Regions from separate parts of the Mus musculus genome. Here regions 2, 3 and 4 are each linked to region 1. The links are chromatin contacts, called in public Hi-C and HiChIP or PLAC-seq maps. All regions are on one chromosome and are shown on one strand. Each heading gives the region's core, a stretch centred on a gene start, on an enhancer-like site or on the middle of the called end of the contact. The rest is flanking DNA. Distances are from core to core; before and after follow the strand shown. Region 1 holds the start of Aqp11 (aquaporin 11). Region 2 overlaps Ints4 (integrator complex subunit 4). Region 3 overlaps Gdpd4 (glycerophosphodiester phosphodiesterase domain containing 4). Region 4 overlaps Pak1 (p21 (RAC1) activated kinase 1).

Region 1 (3,339 bases), core at 325-2,824:
TGAGCCGGACTGTGGTGGCAAACGCCTTTAATCCCAGCACTTGAGAGGCAGAGGCAGGTGGATTTCTGAGTTCGAGGCCAGCCTGGTCTACAAAGTGAGTTTCAGGACAGCCAGGGATACACAGAGAAACCCTGTCTCGTAAAAACAAAACAAGAACAGTTTAAACTTGAAACACACCTTTCATGGGAGTCTACTTAAAAGTCCACGTGCAACTCCACATAAGGAATATGACAAGTAATTTGTAGGAAAAAAGTAGGACGTGAATGCAGCTACAGAACTGCTTCTCCTCGCGGTCAACTACTGACCTATCGTGCACTTTAAGCTCGAAGGAACTTTTTGACCGGATCGTTTCTCAGTAAGAGTGTCAGAAGCAATCTATACCACCTTGGCATGAGAGCCGTAACTGATAAGCTGCCTTTCTAACATTAAAACAATCCCTTTGTGGGCTATTTAAGCCTTTGGCAGTAATCTGCCACGATCTTAGTTTCGGCACCGGAGTGTCTGCTTTCTCTGGGTGTTCAAAACAGCAATGAATGAAGATCTGTATGTTGGCTCCAACTGCTAGGCTGCAAGGTGGTTAGAATAATAAGTGGCCCAGGGTAGGGTGCAGGGGGTGCTCAAATGTATCGGTAAAGAACTTAGAACCTCTGGTCATAGAGGCTCCGGACTGCCAAGTGTTTGGTAGGAATAACAAACCTGCATAGGCCAAAAAGGTGATGAGTGCAGCCAGCAGGTGGATGCGAAGCTTGGTTCGGACCTCCTGGAAGTGCAGTAGAGCGCTGTGGAAAATAAAGGAGCAGATGGCCTCTATGATGATCGCTTTGGACATGTCGGTGTGGATGGGATTCCTGCAAGCTAAGATCCTTTCGTCGTAATGGTACTTGGTCAGACTCAGGCTCCACAGGGCGCTTATGCAGTACCTGCTGCACAGGGCGCTAACCAGCTGAGCCAACAACCTCACGGCACCCATTTCGGGGGACATACCCCCCAGAATCATCTGCATCATCACGCCGCACGGGTTGCTAGCTGTGCCCACCAGGGTCAGGCCATGCACCAAGGAAAAGAAGTAGATCAGTGTCAGAGTCCAGGTGGGGTGCGCAGAGTCCTGCTCGCTCAGCACTTGGAGCTCGTGGGTGCAGCAGCAGAGCTGGAAGGTAGCTAGAAACTCCAGGACGAAGGCGTGGACCACGGGCCTGTGTAGCTGTTGCCGGGCGATCACGCGGGCCAGCCCCACGAACAGCACGAACAGCAGCATTAGCCCCAGCGAGATGCAGGTGTCCTGCACCTCGGGCCGGAGCCCCAGTAGCGCGGACATGGCTCCCTCACCGCTGGGGATGGCTGAGGGCGGCAGGGACAGAGGAGCGTCGGGGGCTGGAGTCCGAAGTCCGCCGCCCCGCCCTCCCACGCCCCTCAGGGGCGGGCCGAGTGGAGAGCCCGGGTTCCGCGCTGGAGGGCTCCTCCCCTCCCCGGCTGCGCTGTGCAGATGTGACCTGAGCCGGGGAGGGGGGGAGGGCGGGGGAAAGGAGGCGGCGAGGGAGCTGTCCCTGGGCACTGGCGGAGGGGACAACGGTCTGTAGAGCCCCACGCGCACCCGCCTTCCGCCGCCTCCCTCAGCACAGGGCCAGGGCCCCGAGACCACTGCGCACGCGCGTGGCGCCCGAGCTCTGGGCTCTCAGCGCCGGACCCCGAGCCTAAGACCGCACCACGCTGGTGCTAGAGCATGTGGCGATCGGAGCGTGGCTTGGGAACTCTGCCTTGATCTTTGCACACTCCGGAAACTGTACTCCACGGAGCCCCAGAGGTCATCTTTGCAGCCACCCCGTTTTTACTAATGGAGAGACTGAGGTTGAGGAGCGAGGAGGTGACCCTCAGGGAAGGAGCTGTGGTCAACTGGGAGTGGGCGTGAGAACCGAGGTTTGACTGGTTTGACAAGGTGTTAGAGCTTTGGTTTTCTTCACCCACACTCGAACTTTTTTCGTAAGTGTGGGGGAAAATATATATATCCATTTATGTGTAAAATTGACGTTAATTATATTCACACTTTATCTAGCTATCGCCACTATTTCCAAACTTTGGATGTTGTGTTTTATTTTTTATCGAATGCATTTGCTTAATTATCTAATTGTCTTATTTATGTTTATATATGTGCATACACACACACACACACACATATATATATATGTATGTATATACATACATACATACATACATACATACATACATACGGGGGTCGCTGTGCCCAATCTCATGTGTTCCACAAGGTGGGTCCCAGGGATCAAACTCAAGTCCTCAATTGGGCACCTTTACCTGCTGGAAGCACCTTGCCTGCAGGTGGTGGTTTAGGCATGAAGTCCTCAAAGTTTATAATGTTTATGTTATCTTCATCATGAGATATTAAAATACTAAGAAAACATTGTTTGCTTGTTCTCATTGGCATCCAGTGTGGGAAGGAAACCCTTGGATTGGTTGGCTTCCCAGAATCCTGGGACAACCTGAGGCAGGATGGAAAGAAGGGAGTTTGAGGGGCCATGGAAAGGAAGCTAGCCTGGAGCTGAAGTCTTGCACCAGCTGAGAGTCAAGTATTCCAGCACAGTTAACATCTATTGTGAAGTTTGCCTTATAGATATCCCAAATAAGAATATTAAAATAGGTGCTGGTGAGATGGCTCAGCGGTTAAGAACACTGACTGCTTTTCCGGAGGTCGTGAGTTCAAATCCCAGCAACCACATGGTGGCTCACAACCATCCTTAATGAAAAACAAATAAAAAACCTATGGTCCAGTGCGAGCGGGGCCGGAGCAAAAGGGAAGGGGGGAAAAAGGGAATATTAAAATAGTTCTGGAAGTCACTTTCTGAGGCGACCTTCCTCCTAGATGGTCTTTGTGACTTCCAACCATGGCATACCAGGGCCAGGGCCACAGAAGGTGTGGAGGGTGATGGTGCAGTCCGCCAACCTCAAGTTCAGATACTTGCCAGGCAGATTCCGGTGTGGCTGTGTGAGCAAGTGAATATTGGGAAAGAGGGATAGATGGCTGCATTATTGGCATTGAGGAGTACTTGAACCTCGTATTAGATGATGCAGACAAGATTCACCGTAAAACAAGAAAACAGCCGGGCTGGATCATGCTGAAAGATTTCTGAGTTTGAGGCCAGCCTGGTCTACAGAGTGACCTTCAGGACAGCCAGGGCTACACCGAGAAACCCTGTCTTGGGAAAAAAAAAAAAAAAAGTCTTCTAATGGGAACACAGTCTGAAACATTTATTTATGTTGTTTCGGTAGCCCTTATGCTATTATTATATAACAATAAGTGCTGTAAGGTTGTTTTGTCTCACACACACA
Region 2 (3,339 bases), core at 252-2,751, 200 kb before region 1:
AGGCATGACCTTCAAAGTCTCCCCCTGTCAGGACTCTTCCTGCTTCAGGGCTTGGCAGAGTATGGGCTTAGCCTGTGCTGAGTGTGTGGACGGTCAGTTGCTTTGTGTTCATGCAGGTGTTTCATTGCGGATTTGCCCCACCTTCAAGATAGCTTTGTGGACAAACTCCTTGATCTTATGCCCCGACTCATGGCATCTAAACCTGTTGAAGTGATCAAAATTCTGCAGACAATGCTGCGGCAGAGCACCTTCTTACATCTTCCGCTTCCAGAGCAGGTCAGAGTCCGTGTGCCCCTCTGCAAAATCTGTCCAGATTCTTTTTTTTTTTTTAAAAGATTTCTTTATTTTATGTTTGTGAGTACACTGTAGCTGTACAGATGGTTGTGAGCCTTCATGTGGTTGTTGGGAATTGAAATTTAGGACCTCTGCCTCGCTCCAGTCAGCCTTGCTCAATCAGTACCTGCTCACTCCGGCCCAAAGATTGATTATTATTATAAATAAGTACACTGTAGCCATCTTCAGGCATACCGGAAAAGGGTGTCATCTCATTATGGGTGGTTGTGAGCCACCATGTGGTGACTGGGATTTGAACTCAGAACCTTCAGAAGAGCAGTCAGTACTCTTACCCGCTGAACCATCTCTCCAGCCCCTATCCAGATTCTTAAAACCATTTACGTTAGTGAGCTTCTTTGATCAGGGTAGCAAGTGAGCTAGGTCTTCCTCCGATTGTTTTTAATTACATGTATTAATGGGTGGGGCACAGCACATGCGTGGCTCCCTGACCCCTAAGGGTCAAACTCTGGTTATCAGCCTGGGTAGCGGGGGGCCTCTGCTGCTGAGCTCGCTCACCAGCCTAAGAATGAGCATATTTTCTTGTTGCTTTCAGATACACAAAGCCTCAGCCACCATTATTGAGCCGGCAGGAGAGTCAGACAATCCTTTGCGGTTTACATCTGGGTTGGTGGTAGCCTTGGATGTGGATGCAACCCTGGAACATGTGCAAGACCCCCAGAACACTGTCAAGGTTCAGGTGTGTGAGGTTTGGGCTCCTGTAAGGTGTTCACACTGACATTGTTACTAAGTGACAGGTCCCTCTCTGTTTGTATAATGTAGACTTTAGATCTAATCCTTTTTACACACACACAAATTGAATTCATCAAAATGTAATGAACAAGTTCTATTTGTTAATCAGGTGGCAAACAAAATTCATAGATGGGCAGAAATGATTATTAGGATGCATTTTTCCAAGATTAGATAGATGATAAGCTATCCTCACATGAGAGATGCGATGAAGACTGCAAGTGAGCCCTGCGATTCCAGCCACCCCTCTCTCTTTCCTACCATCCATTCATGCATTGTGTGCTTTCTTTAGTGTACACACTAAGTGCTGGAGCTGTGGGGAGGCTATGAAGGTCAGTGCTTCAGCACACAGTTAGGCACACTGTAGGTCAAAGACAGGAAGGCTCTGTGGAGGTCCCAGCAGGTGGTACAGCCTGAAACAATGTACAAGAGCAAAAGGGAATTGCGGAAGGAGGTACTTTGAGAACTTTGAGGAGGTAGGAATGAGGAAAGGATTGTGAGTGCTGGCAGGACAAGTAATCAGATGTGAGATGACGCCTGCAGCAGGCCCAGCAGGCTTCCGGGAGGAGAGGGTAAGAGCAAGTTATTCATCAGATGTCATTGTCCTGGAAGCTTCTAGCCTCCCTGCAATCTCGGCTAGACCTAGAGTGTTTTCACCCTCTGAGACTTAGTGCTGAATAAACTCACCTTTCCTTGTTCTTTCTGAACTCTGGCTGGCTAGTTCAGCTCAGCTGTAATGGCTCAAAACTCTCCACACTAACTGACTCATTTCTCTCTTGGCCTCTGACTGAACTGCTCTGCTTGGCCTCAGACTCTAGCAGTCTGTTGTAATCTTCTGGCTCCTCCTCTTTCTCTGGCTTGTCTGTCTTCCCCTGTGTCTAGCTTGTTCTCTCTCTGCAGCTGTCTCTGTAAAGGTCTCCTGGTAAGTCTGCCTCTTTGCTCTCCCTCTGCACTGCTCGCTCCTGTGTTGCCTGTTTTCTCTCTGTTCTCCTGAGAGTTGGGCACATCCTATTCTGTCACACCATTCTCTGATTTGTCACTTTGTCTGCCTCTCAATCAGACATCACTTCAAACGCGGTGCTTCCTCTACAAACTAACTTGACCTTCATTTCTTGGGATTCAGTGTGTGTACTAAGGGCACGTCTGTATTCCAGCCAGAGGGCTTAAAGGTGTGTGCTAAGACTGAGCCACACCACAATTAGAAATAAGTAATTTCAGTAAATAACACAATCTCAGGTTCACAGTGTGATCAAATATCCTGCAATGGGTGTGGGTACGTCACAGATCATACCCACAGAACTTCTGAGCGAGTAGAAAGCTGTAACTGCAGTGCTTCTTTGTGTTTTAAGGTTAGCCACCCTAGCTGTACTTGTAGTTGCTTAGAAACTGATGACCAGTCCTCATCCGGCCTATACCAGTTAAGTCAGAATCCTGAGACTGAGCTCAGAGGTCTTAGTCTGATGGACACTTGTTTTGTTGTGTAAACAATCGCAGGTGGATTTACAGGTCATCTGCTAAACTATCCCGAAAAGAATTTACTCTAAAACATCTCTACTGCCTTCCAGGCAAACACTTGCCTGCATGGGGTGTAATGGGGATGCTTTCTGCCCTGTCATGAGACATCTGTAGCACTTTCAAAGTCCAGCTTCCTTACTCGGAACATCAGACAGAGGTGAAAACCTGCAACTGTCAGCGTGCCTTAGAGACTTCATGGAGGCTTTATTCTCCCTTAAAATTATGGATTTTCTTTGGTTTTTTTTTTTGTGTGTGTGTGTTTTTGCATTTTTTTAAAGTTTGTTTTAGCTTTTAATGGGTTCAGACAGAGGCTTTCTCTATTGCCCTGACTTCCCTGGAACTTTCTATGTAGCTCAGCCTGGCTTGGCCTGACCTGGCCTGGCCTCAAACTCACAGAAATCTGCCTGCTTCTGCCTCCCAGGTGGAGGGATTAAAGACATTTGCCACCAGGCCCAACCGGGTTGTCTATTTTTAATGCAGCTTCACTGAGAAAGCTTCGGGGCTCTGGGGCTTTGTCCCTCTCCTCCTCTCCACTCCTCACCTCACCTCTTAATACAGGATCTCACAGACCAAGCTGGCCTCCACCTTGCTATTTGAACGTCCAATCTTCCCAATTCCATCCCAAGTGCTAGGACTGCAAGCAGGGTGCTTGCACGTCTTTCCACAGTTAGCCCCATTCTCTACTGTCTGTTAATAGATACACCATTCCTATCATTCACTTACCAGGGAGCTAAGAAATAGTAG
Region 3 (3,339 bases), core at 353-2,852, 210 kb after region 1:
TATTTATAGTAGCCAGAAGCTGGAAACAAACCAGATGTCCCTCAGCAGGGGAGTGGATACAGAAAATGTGGTCCATTTACACAATGACTTCATGAAATTCACAGGCAAATGGATGGAACTTCAAAATATCATACTGAGTGAGGTAACTCAGTCACAAAAAACAAAAAGCAAAAAAACAAAAAGAAGAAAACCAAAAAAAAAAAAACCAAAACAAATAAACAAAAACACAACAACAGCAAAACCCCACTCACTGATAAGTGGGTATTAGCCCAAAAGTTCAGAATACCCAAGATTCAATTCACAGACCATATAAAGCCTAAGAAGAAGGAAGACCAAAGTGTGACTATTTCAGTACTTAGTAGAAGGGTGAACAAAATACTCACAAGAGGAAATATGGAGACAAAGTGTGGAACAGAGACTGAAGGAAAGGCTATCCAGAAACTGCCCCACCTGGGGATCCATCCCATATATAACTGCCAAGCTTGGATGCTATTGTGGATGCTGGGAGTGTTTGCTGATGGAAGCCTGATATGGCTGTCTCCTGAGAGGCTCTTCCAGAGCCTGGCAAATACAGAGAATGATGCTCACAGCCATCCATTGGGCTAAGCACGTGCGGGAGGTGGTGGTGGTGGTCCCAGATGGAGGAGTTGGAGAAGGGAGTGAAGGATCTGAGGGGATTTGGAGCCCCTTGGAGGGAGCAACAGTACTAACAGGCCAGATCCCCTGGAGCTCCCTGGGACTGGACCAACAACCAAAGAGTGCACATGGAGGAACCCTGGCTCTGGCCATGTATGTGGCAGAGGATGGTGTACTGGCTAGTTTTGTGTCAACTTGACACAGCTGGAGTTATCACAGAGAAAGGAGCTTCAGTTGAGGAAATGCTTCCATGAGATCCAACTGTAAGGCATTTCCTCAATTAGTGATCAAGGGGGAAAGGCCCCTTGTGGGTGGGACCATCTCTGGCCTGGTAGTCTTGGGTTCTATAAGAGAGCAGGCTGAGCAAGGCAGGAGTAGCAAGCCAGTAAGGAACATCCCTCCATGGCCTCTGCATCAGCTTCTGCTTCCTGACCTGCTTAAGTTCCAGTCCTGACTTCCTTGTTGATGGAAGTGTAAGCTGAATAAGCCCTTTCCTCCCCAACTTGCTTCTTGGTTATGGTGTTTGTGCAGGAATAGAAACCCTGACTAAGACAGATGGCTTTTTGGACATCAGTGGGCAGAGAAGCCCTTGGTCCTGTGGGGGTTCCATGACTCAGTGTAGGGGAATGCCAAGGCAGGAAGAAAGGAGTAGGTGTGTGGGGGTGGGTGAATACCCTAATAGAGGCAGGGGGAGGGGGAATGGAATAGGGGATTTCTGGAAGGGAGACCTGGAGAGGGGATAACAGTTGAAATGTAAATAAAGAAAATATCCAATAAAAGAAAATCTAAAACAACTAATTTTAAAATTAATTTTGTGTATTTAATTTTTTTCCTTTTTATCAATTTCTACCTGATCTTAATTATATCTTTCCATCTACTAACTTTGAGTTTGGCTTGTTTTTATTTGTTCAAGGCCCTACCTATGGTGCATCATTATTTACTTGAGACTGCTGAACTTTTAATTCGGCACTATTCACCACAAACTTCCCTTTTAGGACTGCTTTCATTATGACTTAGGTTTTGGTATGTTGTGCTTTCATTTTCATGCAAATCTCAGACTTTCACATTTTTCATCTTGATTTTTTTCAGTGACCCATTTATTATTCAATAGTATGTTTGGCAGTCTCCATAAAGTCTCTCTTTATATTGACTTCTAGCTTTGTTCCATAGAATTTTTTATTTCATAGAATACAAGAAATTGTTTCAATTTTCTTATATATTTTATGTTTTGATTTTTGTCTAGTGTCTATTTGGAGAATATTCTATAGGCTGCTGAGAAGAATGTGTTTAGATCTGCAGTTTAGTTGGAAAGTTAGGTCCATGATTTTATTTAACTCTGATGTTTCTATATTTTTTGGTCAACATTAACTCTAGATTTGTGAGAATAGTCTATTAAAGTCACCCTCTATTATTGCATTTGAGATTAATGTCTTTACATCCAGTAATATTTATTTTCTAAAATTGAGTTTAACTGTGATTGATGATTATCTGTTTAAAATTGTAGTGCTCTCTTAGTGGATTGTTCTCTTAATAATTATGAAGTGAAAATTTAATTTTTGCTGATTAATCTTGATTTCAAATATGTCTTGTCAAATATTAGGAGAGTGACAGTTGCTTGTTTCTTAGGAACACGTGTTTCCATTCTTTCACTCCAGCATTGATAGTGAGGTATGTTTCTTAAAGTCAACAAATAGGCTCTGTCTGTGGGACCAGGTGAGAACACCATCTTGTATCCTGGGTCTCAAAGAGACCAGTCTGCTCAGGAGATCACGCAGGCGGGAGAAGCTACACAGCTTCTGGAACAGGGTCCCTTTCCGGCCTTCATCTTAAGCCAGGAGGCAGAGCTGAGCTCCAGAACTCTGCACACTTGCCTGCAGAGAGTACTCTGACAACTGAGACTCAGGAGACAGGTGGACTCCCAGGAGTGCTGACAGAGGCTAACAGAATCACAGGAGGAACAAGCACCAGCCAGAGACAGCTATAACAACTAAGGACAGAGATTACCAGATGGCAAAAGGCAAACGTAACAATCTTACTAACAGAAACCAAGACTGCTCACCATCATCAGAACTCAGCACTTCCACCACAGCGAGTCCTGGATACCCCAACACACCTGAATAGCAAGATTCGGATTTAAAATATCTCATGATGTTGGTAGAGGATTTTAAGAAGGACATTAATAACTCACTTAAAGAAATACAGGAGAACATGACTAAACAGGTAGAAGGCCTTAAAGAGGAAGCACAAAAATCCTGTAAAGAATTACAGAAAAACACTGCTAAACAGGTAAAAGTCCTTAAAGAAGAAACACAAAAATCCCTTAAAGAATTACAGGAAAACACAACCAAACAGGTGCTGGAATTTAACAAAACCATCCAAGATCTAAGAATGGACGTAGAAACAATAAAGAAAACCCAAAGGGAGACAACTCTGGAGGTAGAAACCCTAGGAAAGAAATCAGGAACCATAGATAGGAGCATCAGCAACAAAATACAGGAGATGAAAGAGAGAATCTCAGATGCAGAAGATTCCATAGAGAACATGGACACAACAATCAAAGAAAATGCAAAATGCAAAAAGATCCTAACTCAAAACATCAAGGAAATCCAGGACACAATGAGAAGACCAAACGTAAGGATAATAGGTATAGATAAGAATGAAGATTTTCAACTTAAAAGGCCAGTAAATATCTTCAACAAAAGA
Region 4 (3,339 bases), core at 429-2,928, 150 kb after region 1:
CATAAAATACATAAATAAATCTTTAAAAAAAAAATCTAGATCCTAGGTTTAAGCCATGTGCCTGGCTGGCTCTGTTTAATACCTGAACTATGGGCTGTACTGCTTACTCATCATCTGACCTTTCACCCCTTCATTGTTTCACCAGCTCTGGGTGTGCATTACCTTAGGGTAGAGACATAATAAGAGAGAATGTGGGCAGCTCACTTTGAGGGTTATGGGCATAGCTAAAGGCTTTTATTTTGAGAGTAGTCTAGAGTATTGTATGGAGAAAGATTGAGGTATTGACTGTGTCTGGTGGAAAAGGGTGCTCTTGTTGATGCTTTCTAACCCTGACCTAGGAGAAGACAGCTCTGCCTGCCATCATGGTTGTAGAAAAAGACGGGAAGGGAGACCAATGTTTTATCATCCTGTTCTGTGTGACAAATGACAAGCAAGATAGTTTCTTGAATTTTTAAATTTTATTGTAGTTGCTCTCTGAAGATACTCAGGTAATCCTCATTTATGCAGTTAAGGTTTTTTTTTTAGACCCAAAGAATCTATATCCTGGTCCAGATCATAGAGCTGCAAAGTGGCACAGCTAAGGTTAGATCAAGATGTGTTTTGTAAAAAGAACATATTGCCTATTGCAGTAGGTATAGGTTGATTTTTTTATTTTCATTTTTCTTTGAGACAGGGTTTCTCTGTGTAGCCCTGGCTGTCCTGGAACTCACTCTGTAAACTAGGCTGGCCTCGAACTCAGAAATCCACCTGCCTCTGCCTCCCAAGTGCTGGGATTAAAGGTGTGCGCCACCACTGCCCAGCCTAGGTCGATTTTTATTTTCTATTTTATTTTATTTTATTTTATTTTATTTTATTTATGTATTTATGTATTTATGTATGTATGTATGTATGTATGTATGTATGTATGTATTTATTTATTGGCTTAGGAGACCATTGAAAAAGGATTTGATGTGACTGGCTTGATTAAGTTTGTATGCTCACATTGCTTTCTAAAGCTGAGGTTTGTGGTTCTTTAGTTTAGTGGTTTCCTATTTCTTGCTAATAATTCTTGTTTAACTTTTTTGTTTGTTTGTTTGTTTAATTTATTGTCTTTAAGAATTGTTTTTGTAGCCAGGCGTGGTGGCTCATGCCTTTAATCCCAGCACTCAGGAGGCAGAGGCAGGCGGATTTCTGAGTTCGAGGCCAGCCTGGCCTACAAAGTGAGTTCCAGGATAGCCAGAGCTATATACAGAAACCCTATCTCAAAAAAAACAAAAAAACAAAAACAAAAACAAAAAAACAAAAAGGAATTGTTTTTGCTAGGGCCCTCATATGAGGAAGTAAACCACTCTTAGGCATCTGTGTAATCACATGCACTCCTGTCCTCTAAACCAAATTTTTTCCCTAAATAGTAATACAATGCATTGTAAGAATATTCTGGCCTGGACAATTTCCTCTGTTCTTTGAGTCTCCTTTCCTCTTCATACCTTTTAAATAGTGATATTTACATTTGATTTGTTTTAAATTAAAGGATATAATAACATACGTGAGAAGTACCAAATCCTAGTGGTTGGGGTATCAGTGGAAAAGCTAGTAGGGCTGAGAGATTTAGAACTGGACTCTGGCACCAGTTGATAGATGAGTTTGGAGAAGTATCTTTCTTCTGTGGGTTTTAGTTCCCCGCCTCTAGAATACTGCTGTGAGACCTGTGGCCTCTCATGCTTCTCTGTTTTTTATTTAAAGTATCCCCTGCTTAAGAGCTCTCTTGGCTGACTTGTACTTACAATAAAAGTCAGCTCAGACAGTGCCTTTCTGAAGCCTTTCCGGTCTCTTCCCTATCCCGTCAGCACTCACTACAGCAATCACTGTATTTTTATAGCACCTTCCGTTTGCTTGTCTTTTCCATAGATTCAGCCTCTTGAGAGTAGTGACTGTCTTAATGTGCCTCATCTTTCTCTTTATCTGTAGCACTCAGCATATAGTCTGGTATGTAATAAATGAATAAATGTTAACGAATTAATTTAAAAATGATTAGCTCTTAGAAGTTTAGAAGTGGAATAAATTACTATTAAAAAGAACACAGTCAAGGATATAATACTTTTGGTTGGGATTTATTGGGGAAAAGTTAATTGCCTGGCTGGTATGCTTTTGGGGAACTGGACACAAAAATTTATCAACTTAGGGAGTTAAGAGGATCATGGGATCTTGTGTGTATCTTGAGCTGGAACAAAATGATTCATGGTCTCTGTTTCTTTCAAAGGGAGCATAGTGAGTGTGGGTGATCCTAAGAAGAAGTACACACGGTTCGAGAAGATTGGACAAGGGTTAGTAGCGGCATTCTGTTTCTTTGGAGAAATGTCTTAAAGTTGTATTTACTGACATGTATGAACTTGCTTGGTTTTGGTGGTGGTAGTTTTTGCCTCACCTATCTGGAAGTTTGATACTAGGATGACTTCCAAATTTTGCAGAATTATGCCTTATATGAGAAATGTACGATTACCTGGCCTTACTAAAGTACTCCTGCAGCAAGAGTAAACGAGTCACCTATTGTCTTAGCATAAAACCAGTTTTTCAAACTATAATTAGTTTTCTATATTAATCCTATCTGCCCAAGTATTGAGACCTATCATCACTAGTATGAAATTTAAGGTCCAGATCTATAGAGTGTGTAGTAGTGAGAAGGGATCTAATTTTCTAGCTTGGTGACAGATTTTGTGACTGTTACTCTTTAGTTTCATCTCCATAATGCATATGCTGTCTCGCACGATTGAACTCAGCAAATCTTAACTGAGTTCTTGTTGTGTGTTGAAGTGTGAATATGGATATGAATCAGACACAGTCTGCCCTCAAGGATCTCACATCAGCAGGAGATAGAAAGGCATATAAAGAATTATAGAAGTCAGCTTTTGTCTGGAAGGAGGAGGTCAGATGGGACAAAGAAAAGGGGAATAGAGAAATCGTGCAAGGAGCTTAGTGGTGAACATGAGTTGTATACAAATATTAAAATCAAACTGTAGGCTTATGATTTAATGCAAAATTTTAGGTAAGTTATACCTCTATATGAAAAGTAAAAATAATGAGATTTCTATGGAAATATGTCAAAAGACATGAAATGTCAAAGAAACTAAAAAAATTAAGTTTGGCTCATAATAGGTTCTAATTGGAACAAAGTGGTCTTTTTTGTTTGTTTGTTTGTTTTTTATTTATTGGAAAAGCATTTTTTTAATTAGGTATTTTCTTCATTTACATTTCCAGTGCTATCCCAAAAGTCCCCCATCCCCCCCCCCCACCCACCCACCCACTCCCACTTCTTGGCCCTGGCTTTCCCTTGTACTGAGGCATATAAAGTTTGCAAGTCCA

What was found. Hi-C and Micro-C count contacts between places; a contact is called where the count stands out from the background. HiChIP or PLAC-seq counts read pairs in DNA pulled down with a chosen protein or histone mark.
Region 2: a contact with region 1 is called in an H3K27ac HiChIP or PLAC-seq map of embryonic stem cells, with 5 read pairs. The contact joins the enhancer-like site here to the promoter of Aqp11 in region 1. A contact is called at or near these places in 4 of 39 promoter capture datasets (the C10 cell line, cranial neural crest, embryonic stem cells and 1 more), 1 of 484 Hi-C or Micro-C datasets (embryonic stem cells), 3 of 115 datasets of contacts at active chromatin or transcription factors (all in embryonic stem cells) and 4 of 9 other capture datasets (adipose tissue, embryonic stem cells, liver and 1 more).
Region 3: a Hi-C map of bone marrow-derived macrophages shows a contact between it and region 1, with 21 read pairs. The contact joins the enhancer-like site here to the promoter of Aqp11 in region 1. A contact is called at or near these places in 3 of 39 promoter capture datasets (cranial neural crest, embryonic stem cells and maxillary cranial neural crest), 1 of 484 Hi-C or Micro-C datasets (bone marrow-derived macrophages), 9 of 115 datasets of contacts at active chromatin or transcription factors (the 230-238 cell line, the 3134 cell line, bone marrow-derived macrophages and 4 more) and 2 of 9 other capture datasets (adipose tissue and liver).
Region 4: an H3K27ac HiChIP or PLAC-seq map of microglia shows a contact between it and region 1, with 4 times the contacts expected there. The contact joins the enhancer-like site here to the promoter of Aqp11 in region 1. A contact is called at or near these places in 8 of 39 promoter capture datasets (the 3T3-L1 cell line, embryonic stem cells, hippocampal neurons and 3 more), 4 of 15 datasets of contacts at CTCF or cohesin (CD8 T cells, the NIH/3T3 cell line and embryonic stem cells), 11 of 484 Hi-C or Micro-C datasets (the C2C12 cell line, the HPC-7 cell line, bone marrow-derived macrophages and 4 more), 16 of 115 datasets of contacts at active chromatin or transcription factors (the HPC-7 cell line, the SCID.adh cell line, bone marrow-derived macrophages and 6 more) and 4 of 9 other capture datasets (adipose tissue, embryonic stem cells, liver and 1 more).

The regions. Positions count from the first base shown.
Region 1 is chr7:97,736,673-97,740,011 of GRCm38.p6, forward strand. It overlaps Aqp11 (aquaporin 11), which reads right to left and starts at 1,575. Exons shown (of 3, transcript NM_175105.3): 1 at 697-1,575. The coding sequence starts at 1,315.
Region 2 is chr7:97,534,255-97,537,593 of GRCm38.p6, forward strand. It overlaps Ints4 (integrator complex subunit 4), which reads left to right. Exons shown (of 23, transcript NM_027256.2): 20 at 117-276; 21 at 887-1,030. Among named protein-coding and RNA genes, the nearest start is that of Aamdc, 44 kb to the right of the region's middle. Within about 2 kb of position 1,502, at least 17 of the 459 cell types and tissues checked have an H3K27ac peak or open chromatin away from gene starts, as enhancers often do. A contact at or near this core is called in embryonic stem cells, where this site is marked.
Region 3 is chr7:97,943,054-97,946,392 of GRCm38.p6, forward strand. The region is part of intron 1 of Gdpd4 (glycerophosphodiester phosphodiesterase domain containing 4); the gene reads left to right. Among named protein-coding and RNA genes, the nearest start is that of Gdpd4, 25 kb to the left of the region's middle. Within about 2 kb of position 1,603, at least 5 of the 459 cell types and tissues checked have an H3K27ac peak or open chromatin away from gene starts, as enhancers often do. A contact at or near this core is called in bone marrow-derived macrophages, where this site is marked.
Region 4 is chr7:97,886,718-97,890,056 of GRCm38.p6, forward strand. Pak1 (p21 (RAC1) activated kinase 1) reads left to right here. Exons shown (of 15, transcript NM_011035.2): 8 at 2,240-2,303. Among named protein-coding and RNA genes, the nearest start is that of Gdpd4, 32 kb to the right of the region's middle. Within about 2 kb of position 1,679, at least 2 of the 459 cell types and tissues checked have an H3K27ac peak or open chromatin away from gene starts, as enhancers often do. A contact at or near this core is called in microglia, where this site is marked.